Regions from separate parts of the Sus scrofa genome. Here regions 1 and 2 are each linked to region 3. A link is a contact called in public Hi-C and HiChIP or PLAC-seq data. All regions are on one chromosome and are shown on one strand. Each heading gives the region's core, a stretch centred on a gene start, on an enhancer-like site or on the middle of the called end of the contact. The rest is flanking DNA. Distances are from core to core; before and after follow the strand shown. Region 1 has its middle 13 kb from the start of PMP2. Region 2 has its middle 33 kb from the start of PMP2. Region 3 has its middle 44 kb from the start of IMPA1.

Region 1 (3,409 bases), core at 692-3,191, 160 kb after region 3:
CAGGTTTGATGCAGATTCCTATGGAAACTTTGCTTTGCCCTGGGACCCAGTGCACGTGAAAGTCTGTGTGTGCCTTTTAAGAATGGGGTCTCTGTTTCCCCCAGTCCTGTGGAGCTCCTGTGCACAAGCCCCACTAGCTTTCAATGCCAGATGCTCCAGGGGCTCTTTCTCCCAGTGCCAGATCCCCACACGTGGGGCTCAGAACTCTCACTCCTGTAGGTGAGTCTCTGTGAACCAGTTAGTTTCCAGTCTGTGGGGTTTCCCACCCAAGAGGTATGGGTTTGCTTATATCAGGTAATTGCCCCTCCTACCTCTTGATGTGGCCTCCTCTTTGTCTCCTGGAGTAGGATATCTTTTTGAAGGTTTCTGGTCCATTTGGTTGAAGATTTCTCAGCCTTTAGTTGTGAATTTTGTTGTTTTTAGGAGAGAAGTTGAGCTCTAGTCCTTCTATTCCACCATCTTAATCCCCTGTCTCTCTAGTTATTTTTGATATAAGCTGCTTAAGAGTAGTCAGACTGCCTAGTTCATATTCCAACTTGCCACTTACTAGCTATGCGTCATTGGGTAAGTTACTTAACCTCCCAAATCCTCAGTATCTTTATCTGTAAAAATGGGGATAATAATAAACTATACATCAAAGAGTTGAGATCAAAAGATAAATTAACATATGTAAAGTGCTTAGAACAGTGGTTGGCAGAGGAAAAACATATTACAAGTATTTTGTTATTATTTCTTAGGGATGCACATAATGTTCAAACATGAGAAATTCACAGGATCTCAGAGCTGCGGATGTGGATTTGTACACCTAGTGACTAACTTTACTAAGAACATTATTTCCACAAAAGTAGAAATAGTCCAGAAGCCTATTAAAATGAATCCATAGAAAACTAACAAGTTCCCTGGTAGCCTAGTGGGTTAGGGATCTGTCAGCATCACTTCTGTGGCTAGGGTTTGATCTCTGGCCTGGGAACTTCTACATGCCATAGACACAGCCAAAAAATAAAAGAAAAAGAAAAACTAACAAACATTTCTATATAACTCCGCTAATCTAAGCAAAATGATAATTGATGATTATCTACTGTAACCTAAACAAAGCCCAAATAAATACATTTAATCCCCAAAGGATAAGTAATTTATCTGATGTCAAGTCTCTTAGAAGTCAGTTCTCTAATATGCAGCCATGTGCTGGAACTGGCTTAAAACTGTCTCAAAAGAGCTGATTATATCATTTTCATAAATTTGGCAAGCTGATTCTTAAACCATTGGTACTTGAGATCACCCATAATAGGAATATTTACACCAGGGAGAGAGTTAAAACATAACCAATTAGAGCTTTGTTTCTTGAGGAGATGGGTTTTTTATTTGTTTGTTTTGTTTTCTTATTAAAGTACAGTCGATTTACAATTTGTGCCAGAGGAAATAGTTTTAAACACTCACTAACACATTATTGTCTAAAAGTAGCATAGTTATTGGATTTTATTAGTAAGAGTCTTAGATTCATGTTGACCATAATATTTCAAATTCTTGACTAAAGATTTACCTGGTGATTTCTTAAAATGACACTGTTGCTTAGCTTTTAGGATGATTTCTTGTAAACCATGTGGTACCTCTCCAAATGTGGCTGCACATTAGAATCACCTGGAAGTTTTTAAACATTCCTTTACTAGATGGCACCGCAGACACATTGAGTCATAATCTAGGTGATGCGTGAGACCCAGGCATAGGTATTTTTCCTAGAACAACCCAGGAAGGGGTGAGAATCACTGTGCCAAATACTTTCAAAGTTAAAATTTTAATGTAGTCTCTTATGTGGCTACCAATTAAAACAGAGTCAAAGGTCATCAAAGCCAGGAGTACCAAATGTTCCCCATGTGACCCTAAATAACAACAGAGAGTGAAAATACCAAATGTTCCCCGTGTGATCCTAAATAACAACAGAGAGTGAAAATACTACTCTAAAATCAACCCAGATGTAATCAGGTCCTTTGTTAGGGAAGGAAGTGTTTACCTCATTGTTATTTCCATGGGAGGCAAAATAATTGGCCAATTCTCCATGACATATGGAAAAGTGAAGGTTTAAAAATAGCAAAATGTGGATCAACAGGGAAAACAAACTATAAAATAATGCTAGACCTTCACCAAAAAGAAATCATCTTTCAGCAGAATTTAGAAAGTAAGGTCAATTTACTCAAAAATGTGGTATGGGACTAAATTTGAAATAACATCTCACCTTTTACTGTCTATTAAAAAAAAGATCAGAGATGGAATGCATAATTCTCAGGTTCCAAGTTCTATGACTAGCTACTAGCTACTGAAATATATTATCCTTCTTTTAGTAACTAACTTGTGTAACAGTTTCAACTGGCCTAGTAGGACAGGGGGACAATTCCAGCAGCACCAAAGGATTGATGTTTCTGCAGTTAAAGCATTTTGAAAACTGCTTCTCTGACAAGTCTAAAGTTTCACATCATTAAGAAGACCAGATAATATCCCTCCGTTGCTGAAATTCCAGATGGACATGAATTTTTGCACAATCTGGCATTTGGCATCAGAGTGTTATTATTCTTGGTCTTCTATAATTACATGTTTTCAGATGATGAATGCATCATTAATGTATATAAACTACATTAAGTTGTAAAATAATGTAGAGTAAGTTGATGATAGGGTTCAATTTTAGGATTTACAATTTTTTTTTGTAAAAAATATTTACAGAGCTATCAACCCCATGCTAACTTTTTCTCCTTTCCAAGAAAAAGAATTCAATAATTCCCTTCACTGTGTGACCATGATAAGATAGCAATGTATTGACATCTACAGTTCTAGTTTGAGAGCTCAACTGAAGAAATTTTTAATTTAAAACATTTACACTCACTGTGTTTGAGTTCTAAAGAGGCTTTGTAAATATTTGCTGGATAAATAAATGCATGAATTATGACCATTTCAATTCTGACCACAATCTCCTGCACACTGAGGTTCCATCCATGCTGAGTTTGAAAATAAACAGATGGTTAGATTTTTACTCAGGTTAGTCAAGGTAAATCCTTTTTCCTAGGAATTTTACAGATAACAAAAAATAATAAGATGCCATTATAATGTGCTGTCACATCTAACTTGCCCTTCCTTGCTCTTGAAATGGCTAGGTCTGGAGTGTTAAACTATAAACAGGAAATCTGTCTGTTTTCTGTTTCTCTGGTAAGTTACATGCATAGCCCAGAGATCATTAAATACCTGACTTAACAGATTTCCTGTTAAATTCCTGATTCCACAGGAAAGCTGAGGAATTTCTCTTTTAGAAATCATAAAAGACAGGGGAGTCCATGAAATTCATGGACAGGATTAAGGTTTATTTATTTATTAACAGGATTAAGGTTTATTTATTTATTAACAGATTAAGGTTTATTTCCGCTTG
Region 2 (3,663 bases), core at 867-3,366, 180 kb after region 3:
CTTCTTTTCAACATAGTATTGGAAGTCCTAGCCACAGCAGTCAGAAAAGAAATAGCATTATAGTGAAATGTACTTCAAAATACTATTTTTAATTGCTTTGGCTTCTTTATCAAATTTGTCAAAATAACAATATATCTAGTTAATTTCCTGGATAAAATTGATTTTGTTTTCAAACTTTTGCTTATTTGGAAGTGAATTTCTAATATTTGTGCTACCCACAGCATCTTTGTTTTATTTTGCATTGAAAATAAATAATTTCCATTGTAAATTGTTGCTTAAAATAAAATTTACATTACTAAATAACTGTTCACTCCTAAAAGTTTTATTTTCCCCTTTTAAATGATAAGTAATAAGTCACTGGTGTTTTCTGTTAAGTGATTTTACAAACAAGGATAATAAATAATTTCATATCTCTCTTTATATTATTTTCCCATTTAACCTCAGTTAAAAAGTATAATAATCATGAAATGCTGTTATATTAGAATATTAAGTGGTACACCACTAGGGAAAAGATGGGAGGTGATATGAGTAACTCTATTAAGGACTTTGCCAACATCCTCTACTTCACCCTTTAAGAAAACTATACCAGGCTCTTTAAATAACCATCAAACCAACACAAATACACAGATCTGGGAGAAGTTAAGAGGCTAGGAATTCTATGATTCATTTATGTTTTAGTGCAAAGTATTAGAAAAGCAACAATTTAAACTAAGATAGGAATTCCTGTCATGGCTCAGCAGTAACGAACCCAACTTGGGTCCATGATGATATGGGTTCCATCCCTGACCTTGCTCAGTGGGTTAAGGATCTGGCATTGCCATGAGCCGGGGTATACGTCACATACGTGGCTCGGATTCTACATTGCTGTGGCTGTTGTGTAGGCTGGCAGCTGTAGCTCTGATTTGATCCCTAGCCTGGGAACTTCCTTATGCCACAGGTACAGCCCTAAAAAGCAAAAACAAACAAACAAACAAACAATCAAAGATAAAAGGAGTGGACATTTTTATTTCATCAAGACTCCTTCTGGAGATCTCTTGTGGCCCAGTGGTTAAGGATTCAGCTTTATCACTGCAGTGGCTTGGGCTACTGCTGTGGCAAGGGTTCAAACCCTGACCTGGGAACTATGTCATGCTGAGGGAGTACCCCCCCAAAAAAAGACTCCTTCCTTTAAATCACACTATTCAGACCCCACCCTTCATACCTCTTAGAGAAGTAAACTTCCAGTGGGAGATCAGCTCCCACTCCCCTAAATGCCTGAAACTGCAAATTATAGCAATATGTAGCTTTGTATACAACACAAAAGTCAAATGACTGCAAATTGCAATGACTCAAACTAAGTATGATTGTACATTGTACTGTCTGTTTCATGCAATGTTGCACCAGATGACATTATTAAAACTGTGTTCATTATAACTTCCTCCTTTACAGTCCTTTTCCCCTCAGAGCAGAGTTACTCACTCAAAGCTTTAAATCTTCTCTGATAGTTCGTAGAATTTCTTGGGCCATGGTGGCATTTGAGAAGCCGATGAAAAATATAAATTCTTTCCAGCAGAAAGGGCATGATAAAATTCTCAATACCATTTTATTGCATTCAGGGGCTTCACTGGTACAGCTGGTCCCACAAGATTATGTCCATCTGAAGGAATTTCATGCCTTGGCTCCATTTTAGAAACATAGTTAAGGCCTAGTAAGAAGGCAAATAAATGCTTCTGCTTCTATTTTTCTTTGTATTCTTTTTCAGTAACTGAACCATTTGAACAGAACAGCAGGGTGGAGTCCATACCTGATAATGGGCAGGAAGAAAGCTGTCATTTCTGGAATTTTTCCATGACCTGGGGGGAACTAACATAGAACCAATGAGTTGTCTCTTGGCCAACTTTTATCTGAACAGAACCTCGAGCTCAGACATGCTCTTTCAGGAGATAAAGTAATGCTGTATAATTCCATCCTGATAATTTCCAGACTTTATTCCCAGGAGAAAAAGTTGATGAGATATTTCTCCCTTTAAGACTCGAGTAATATAGAATTGTAAAATGTACACTCACTAGAGGGTAATGGAGGAGCAGGAACTATGTAAAACCATTCTGGTAGCACTGAAATACCCCACCCACTTCCCTCTGGAACGACTGTTCCCTTCCCAGGCATGTACTGTGATTCACCTTTTGACCCAGGCTTACACCCTACTTCAGGGCTTGATCCTAACATGTATTCTTTTGTGATAAACTGATAAGAGAAGAAGGGTCCTTAGAGAGACTATGTATCTATCTAATTTGTTAACACTCATACTGGGGATTTACAATTGGTGGGGAGGGACTTGGGGGAAGATGAGACTTCTGGCATTTTAAAATCCATGAGGCAGCTCCACACTTGAGGTAACCTCTTGCTCCTGCCAACTGTGGATGGAGTATCTCAATTCATAGACAGAAAGGGCTATATCTGTTGAGTGGATGCTTTCCATGCCACTGGCAAGAATACATCTAGAAAATATGGAGGAAGTTTGGAACGCTTTTGCTTTTCCTTTTGAGGCAGAATAATAATTCAGGTAGTTAGTGCAGCAACATGGGCTTTGATATATTCTTTGATATGGTCATTGATTAACGTCTGTGACTTTTAAGAGTTCCAGGAAGTAGCATCCCCACAGGCCTCCAGAAGGATGTTAATCTCGAACCCACTCCTCAACTGATAGAAAAGGAATGAGGGGAATGGCAACTCCCAGTCTGGGGAAGAGAAGAACAAAGGAACCATAAGACTTATGGGATATATCTACCCTAAGACTCCTATAGGACAGGGACTGATGTAGGTAAACTGGTCAAGGCCAATGGGAAAAAGAACTGATAATCTGGACCCCATGTTGGTACTCCTATCTTTAAGAGATAAAAATCTCATAGAACAATAGAGAGGGAGACTCTTCCTCCCCCCTCCCAGCGTCTGTGCTGGGAGCTATTTGCTTTCCTGTGATAAAGACCTTTGCTTACTTGCTGCCTGTGCGTTGGTGAAGTTCATTCTTCGGCTCCATGAACAAGAACCTGGATTCCAATAACATCTTTCCAGTGACACTTTCATTTTGAAAAAAATAGATCCATGTTGTCTTCGAAAATGTAAAATTTCAAGCTCCTAAATCTTATTAAGTGTTTTTAAGATTTCCCTTATCTGTCTCACTTTACAGTAACATCAGGAAGTATTTCCATTTCATTTTTTTTTTAAATAACACCACCACTAGTCAGTTTCTCTATTCCCCTCTGACAACGCTCCCATCTCTACTCAGTGTCTTCTGATCAAGCAGCACTTAGCTCCTTCAATGTGTAGTCCCTCTTTTAGCTCAGTCACTCGCTGTATCTGGGATGACTACTGGACATGTCTCAAAAGGTGAGGTAAAAAAACCATGACTCTCTTCCCTTTGGCTCAGGAAAAACCTGCCCCAAGTCACACAAAACCCCGGAGATCTGTTTAAAGCTGCCTGCCAGAAGTCGTCATCACTATGCTGTTGAATTCTCGATATCCTTCATCACATCAGTCAGACCAGAACAATGCCCCTGCAGCTGCACCATCAAAACACACCCCTAGTGTTTTCTGTTATTGTTCAAAAATAGTAAAATGGAAAAAAAGACTGTGCGCAATATAATTTATCAAGGGAGAAGGGAAGTTTGGGAAGGAACTAGTGCT
Region 3 (3,404 bases), core at 878-3,377:
ATGCAGGTTTGATCCCTGGCCTTGCTTGGTGGGTTAAAGATCTGGCATTGCCACAGGCTACAGCATAGGTCTTAGATGTGGCTCAGATCTGGTGTTGCCATGGCCGTGGCATAGGCCTGTAGCTGCAGCTCTGATTCAACCCCAGCCTGGGAACTTTCATATGATACAGGTGTGGCCCTAAAAAGAAAAAAAAATCAATTATGTTTAATGGACTCCTGGCTAACACATGACAGTGTAAAGAGTAATGCAGACAAGATGAGAAGCATCTACAGAAATTTGGGGATGGAAGTGAGCCAACCTCAGGACAGCTGGATTGATGAGAAGACAGGTTATAGTAAAGTTAAAGGGAAGAAGGTACAGGGTGTGAAGTCTTTACAATCTAAACTTTATAATTATATTTGAAAGTGATTTTTTTTTGTGAGTAGATAAATACATCTGTATTAGATAATATTCTGTATTAGTTTTCTGTGGCTGCTGAAGCAAATTCTCACAAACTGGGGGAGTTAAAACATTAGGAATGTGTTTTTTCATAGTTGTGGTGGCCAGAAGACTGAAATCCATATCACTGAACCAAAATTAAAGTGTTAGCAGGTATATGCTCCCCCTGGAGGCTCTAGGGGAGAACCTTGCCTCTTCCAACTTCTGGTGGAATGCTGGTGGCCTAGGCTGGTATTCCCTTGGCTTTCTGGCATTCCTTGGCTTGGGCCGCATCATTCTTTTTTTGTTTGTTTGTTTGTTTGTTTTGTTAAGGCCAAACTTGTGGCATATGGAAGTTTCCAGGCTAAGGGTCAAATCAGAGCTGCAGCTGTAGGCCCACACCACAGTCATAGCAATGCGGGATCTGAGCTGCATCTGCAAACTATGTTTCAGCTTGCGGCAATGCCAGATCCTTAACCCACTGAGCAAGGCCAGGGATCGAAGCTGCATCCTCATGGATACTAGTGGGGTTTTTAAACCGCTGAACCACAGCTGAAACTCCTCAGGCCAGGCCACAACATTCTAATCTCTGCCTCTATCGTCACATCACCTCTGTTTTGTGTGTGGAACTCTCCTTCTGCCTCTCTCCTCCAAGAACACTTGTGATAGCATTTAGTACCTGCTGGGATTACCCAGGATATTTCCCCATCTCAAGGTCCTGAATCACATGGGCAGAGACCCTTTCCCTGCATCCTGAGTGGGTGAGTGTGTATGCAGATAAATATCTTTTACTCTTCAGTTAGCTTTCAGCCGACTGAGTCTTCTTGAGGGTCTAGACCCACTTCTAAGAAGTGGAGGAGAATGGCCTTTGGCTCTCACACTATTGTTGATGACCTCTCACCATCTGTGTGCCCTGGCCTGCCACCTCAGGACCGTCCCTTGTGTCCCCTGCCCTCTGTTCCACTGCTTATGTAGTGGCCTTGAAGTCACGGCTCACTGCTGACTCTAATCAGCAAACAAATCAGCAAGCAAACCAACAAATTCCCAGTTGTGTGAACTCAAGAGTACAAAGCAAAAAAAAAAAAAAAAAAAAGAGTTTCTATTGTGGCGCAGTGGAAAAGAATCTGACTAGGAACCATGAGGTTTCGGGTTTGATCCCTGGCCTCACTCGGTTAAGGATCTGGTGTTGCTGTGAGCTGTGGTATAGGTCGCAGATGCAGCTTGGATCTTGCGTTGCTGTGCCTGTAGCCAGACCGTCAGCTGTAGCTCTGATTCTACCCCTAACCTCCATATGTCACAAGTGTGGCCCTAAAAAGCAAAAAAAAAAAAAAAAGACACAGCAGCACAGAACCCAGCCCCAAGGGTCCCTTAAGAGCATGGGTCCATGGAGTCCCCTGGTGGTCTAGTGAGTTAAGGCTCCAGTGATGTGACTGTTGTGGCACAGGTTCCATCCTCAGCCCGGAACTTCTCTATGCCACAAATACCACCGGAAAAAAAAAAAAAAAAAGCATGAGTCCTTTTTCTGGGTGCTGGAACCTTGACTGCTGAGGTTCCCTGGTGCCAGAAAGTCTGCAGTGTCAGGACCTCAGGAACCTCCGCCCCAGAAAAGGTGATGTGCTCCTCTGGTAAACAATCATTGTTATCTCAGACTCAGGGGATGGCTGCTTATCAGGCAGTGCGTTCAATGACCTCACTCAGGAAAACAACTGCTCATCTGCCAGGTCCTAGGAACATTCCTGAACTAGTGAAGACTGCAAAATCAATAGCTAAGAACGCTGCAGCTTGGCTTTGGAATTATGACTATGTCTGAGAACTCCCCCCCCCCGCGCCCCCCGCCCCCCAGGGAAACAATTGTGGAGTGAGTTCAGTCATTAACACACCGAGCCTGGAGGAAGAAAAGGGCAGGACCCACACTCACATGGCTTTCTCTGGTGAGTCTGGACGTGCCCAGCTTCAGAGGCTCAGGAATGAGGGTTGCTCTGACTAAACCAGACACTTTGACACTGAATCCCCAGAGTCTGTGACCTAAGGTCTTCATCCTTTCACTTCCTTTTTTTTTTTTTTTTTTTTTTTTTTTGTCTTTTTGCCTTTTCTAGAACTGCTTCCCTCGGCATGGAGGTTCCCAGGCTAGGGGTTGAATCGGAGCTGTACTTGCCGGCCTACACCAGAGCCACAGCAGCACGGGATCTGAGCTGAGTCTGCGACCTAGTGACCTACACCACAGCTCATGGCAACGCCGGATCCTTAACACACTGAGCAAGGGCAGGGATCGAACCCGCAACCTCATGGTTCCTAGTCGGATTCATTAACCACTGTGCCACGATGGGAACTCCATTCCCTTTTCTTCTTTGCGCACATTCTATCATTGTGTACATGAATGTATGATACACATGCAATTGTGACAAAGATGCAGACGTACGCAATTTACAATGAGAAAAATTCCAAAGTGGTATTTTTCTTTTTTCTTTTTTTCTTTTTTTTTCTTTAAACGGCCACACCTGTGGCACATAGAAGTTCCTGGGCCAGGGGATGAATTGGAGCTGCTGCTGCCAGGCTACACCACAGGCACAGCAGTGCCAGATCCGAGCCTTGCCTGTGACATACAGGGCAGCTTGTGGCAACGCCAGATCCTTAACCCAGTGAGCAAGGCCAGGGGTTGAACCCACATCCTCGTGAATACTAGTCAGGCTCTTAACCTGCTGAGCCACAATGTGAACTCCTTTTTTAAAAATTTTTTTCATGGAGTTTCCATCATGGCTCTCTGACTCGTATCCATGAGGACACAGGTTTGATCCCTGTCCTCACTCAGTGGGTTAAGACTCCAGCATTGGCTGTGGTGTAAGATACAGACACAGCTCAGATCCTGCATTGCTGTGGCTGTGGCATAGGTGGGCAGCTATAGCTCCGGTTTGACCCCTAGCCTCGAAACCTCCATATGATGCAGGGGCATCCCTAAAAAGACAAAAAAATTTTTTTCAATTTTTTAA

The links. Hi-C and Micro-C count contacts between places; a contact is called where the count stands out from the background. HiChIP or PLAC-seq counts read pairs in DNA pulled down with a chosen protein or histone mark.
Region 1: a Hi-C map of retroperitoneal adipose tissue shows a contact between it and region 3, with 3 times the contacts expected there. The contact joins two enhancer-like sites. A contact is called at or near these places in 1 of 5 promoter capture datasets (liver), 10 of 47 Hi-C or Micro-C datasets (embryonic fibroblasts, heart right ventricle, mesenteric adipose tissue and 5 more) and 2 of 2 datasets of contacts at active chromatin or transcription factors (alveolar macrophages and skeletal muscle).
Region 2: an H3K27ac HiChIP or PLAC-seq map of alveolar macrophages shows a contact between it and region 3. The contact joins two enhancer-like sites. A contact is called at or near these places in 2 of 47 Hi-C or Micro-C datasets (omental adipose tissue and subcutaneous adipose tissue) and 2 of 2 datasets of contacts at active chromatin or transcription factors (alveolar macrophages and skeletal muscle).

The regions. Positions count from the first base shown.
Region 1 is chr4:55,147,025-55,150,433 of Sscrofa11.1, forward strand. No RefSeq gene overlaps it. Among named protein-coding and RNA genes, the nearest start is that of PMP2, 13 kb to the left of the region's middle. Within about 2 kb of position 1,942, at least 5 of the 83 cell types and tissues checked have an H3K27ac peak or open chromatin away from gene starts, as enhancers often do. A contact at or near this core is called in retroperitoneal adipose tissue, where this site is marked.
Region 2 is chr4:55,166,150-55,169,812 of Sscrofa11.1, forward strand. No RefSeq gene overlaps it. Among named protein-coding and RNA genes, the nearest start is that of PMP2, 33 kb to the left of the region's middle. Within about 2 kb of position 2,117, at least 17 of the 83 cell types and tissues checked have an H3K27ac peak or open chromatin away from gene starts, as enhancers often do. A contact at or near this core is called in alveolar macrophages and omental adipose tissue, where this site is marked.
Region 3 is chr4:54,986,209-54,989,612 of Sscrofa11.1, forward strand. No RefSeq gene overlaps it. Among named protein-coding and RNA genes, the nearest start is that of IMPA1, 44 kb to the left of the region's middle. Within about 2 kb of position 2,128, at least 8 of the 83 cell types and tissues checked have an H3K27ac peak or open chromatin away from gene starts, as enhancers often do. A contact at or near this core is called in alveolar macrophages, omental adipose tissue and retroperitoneal adipose tissue, where this site is marked.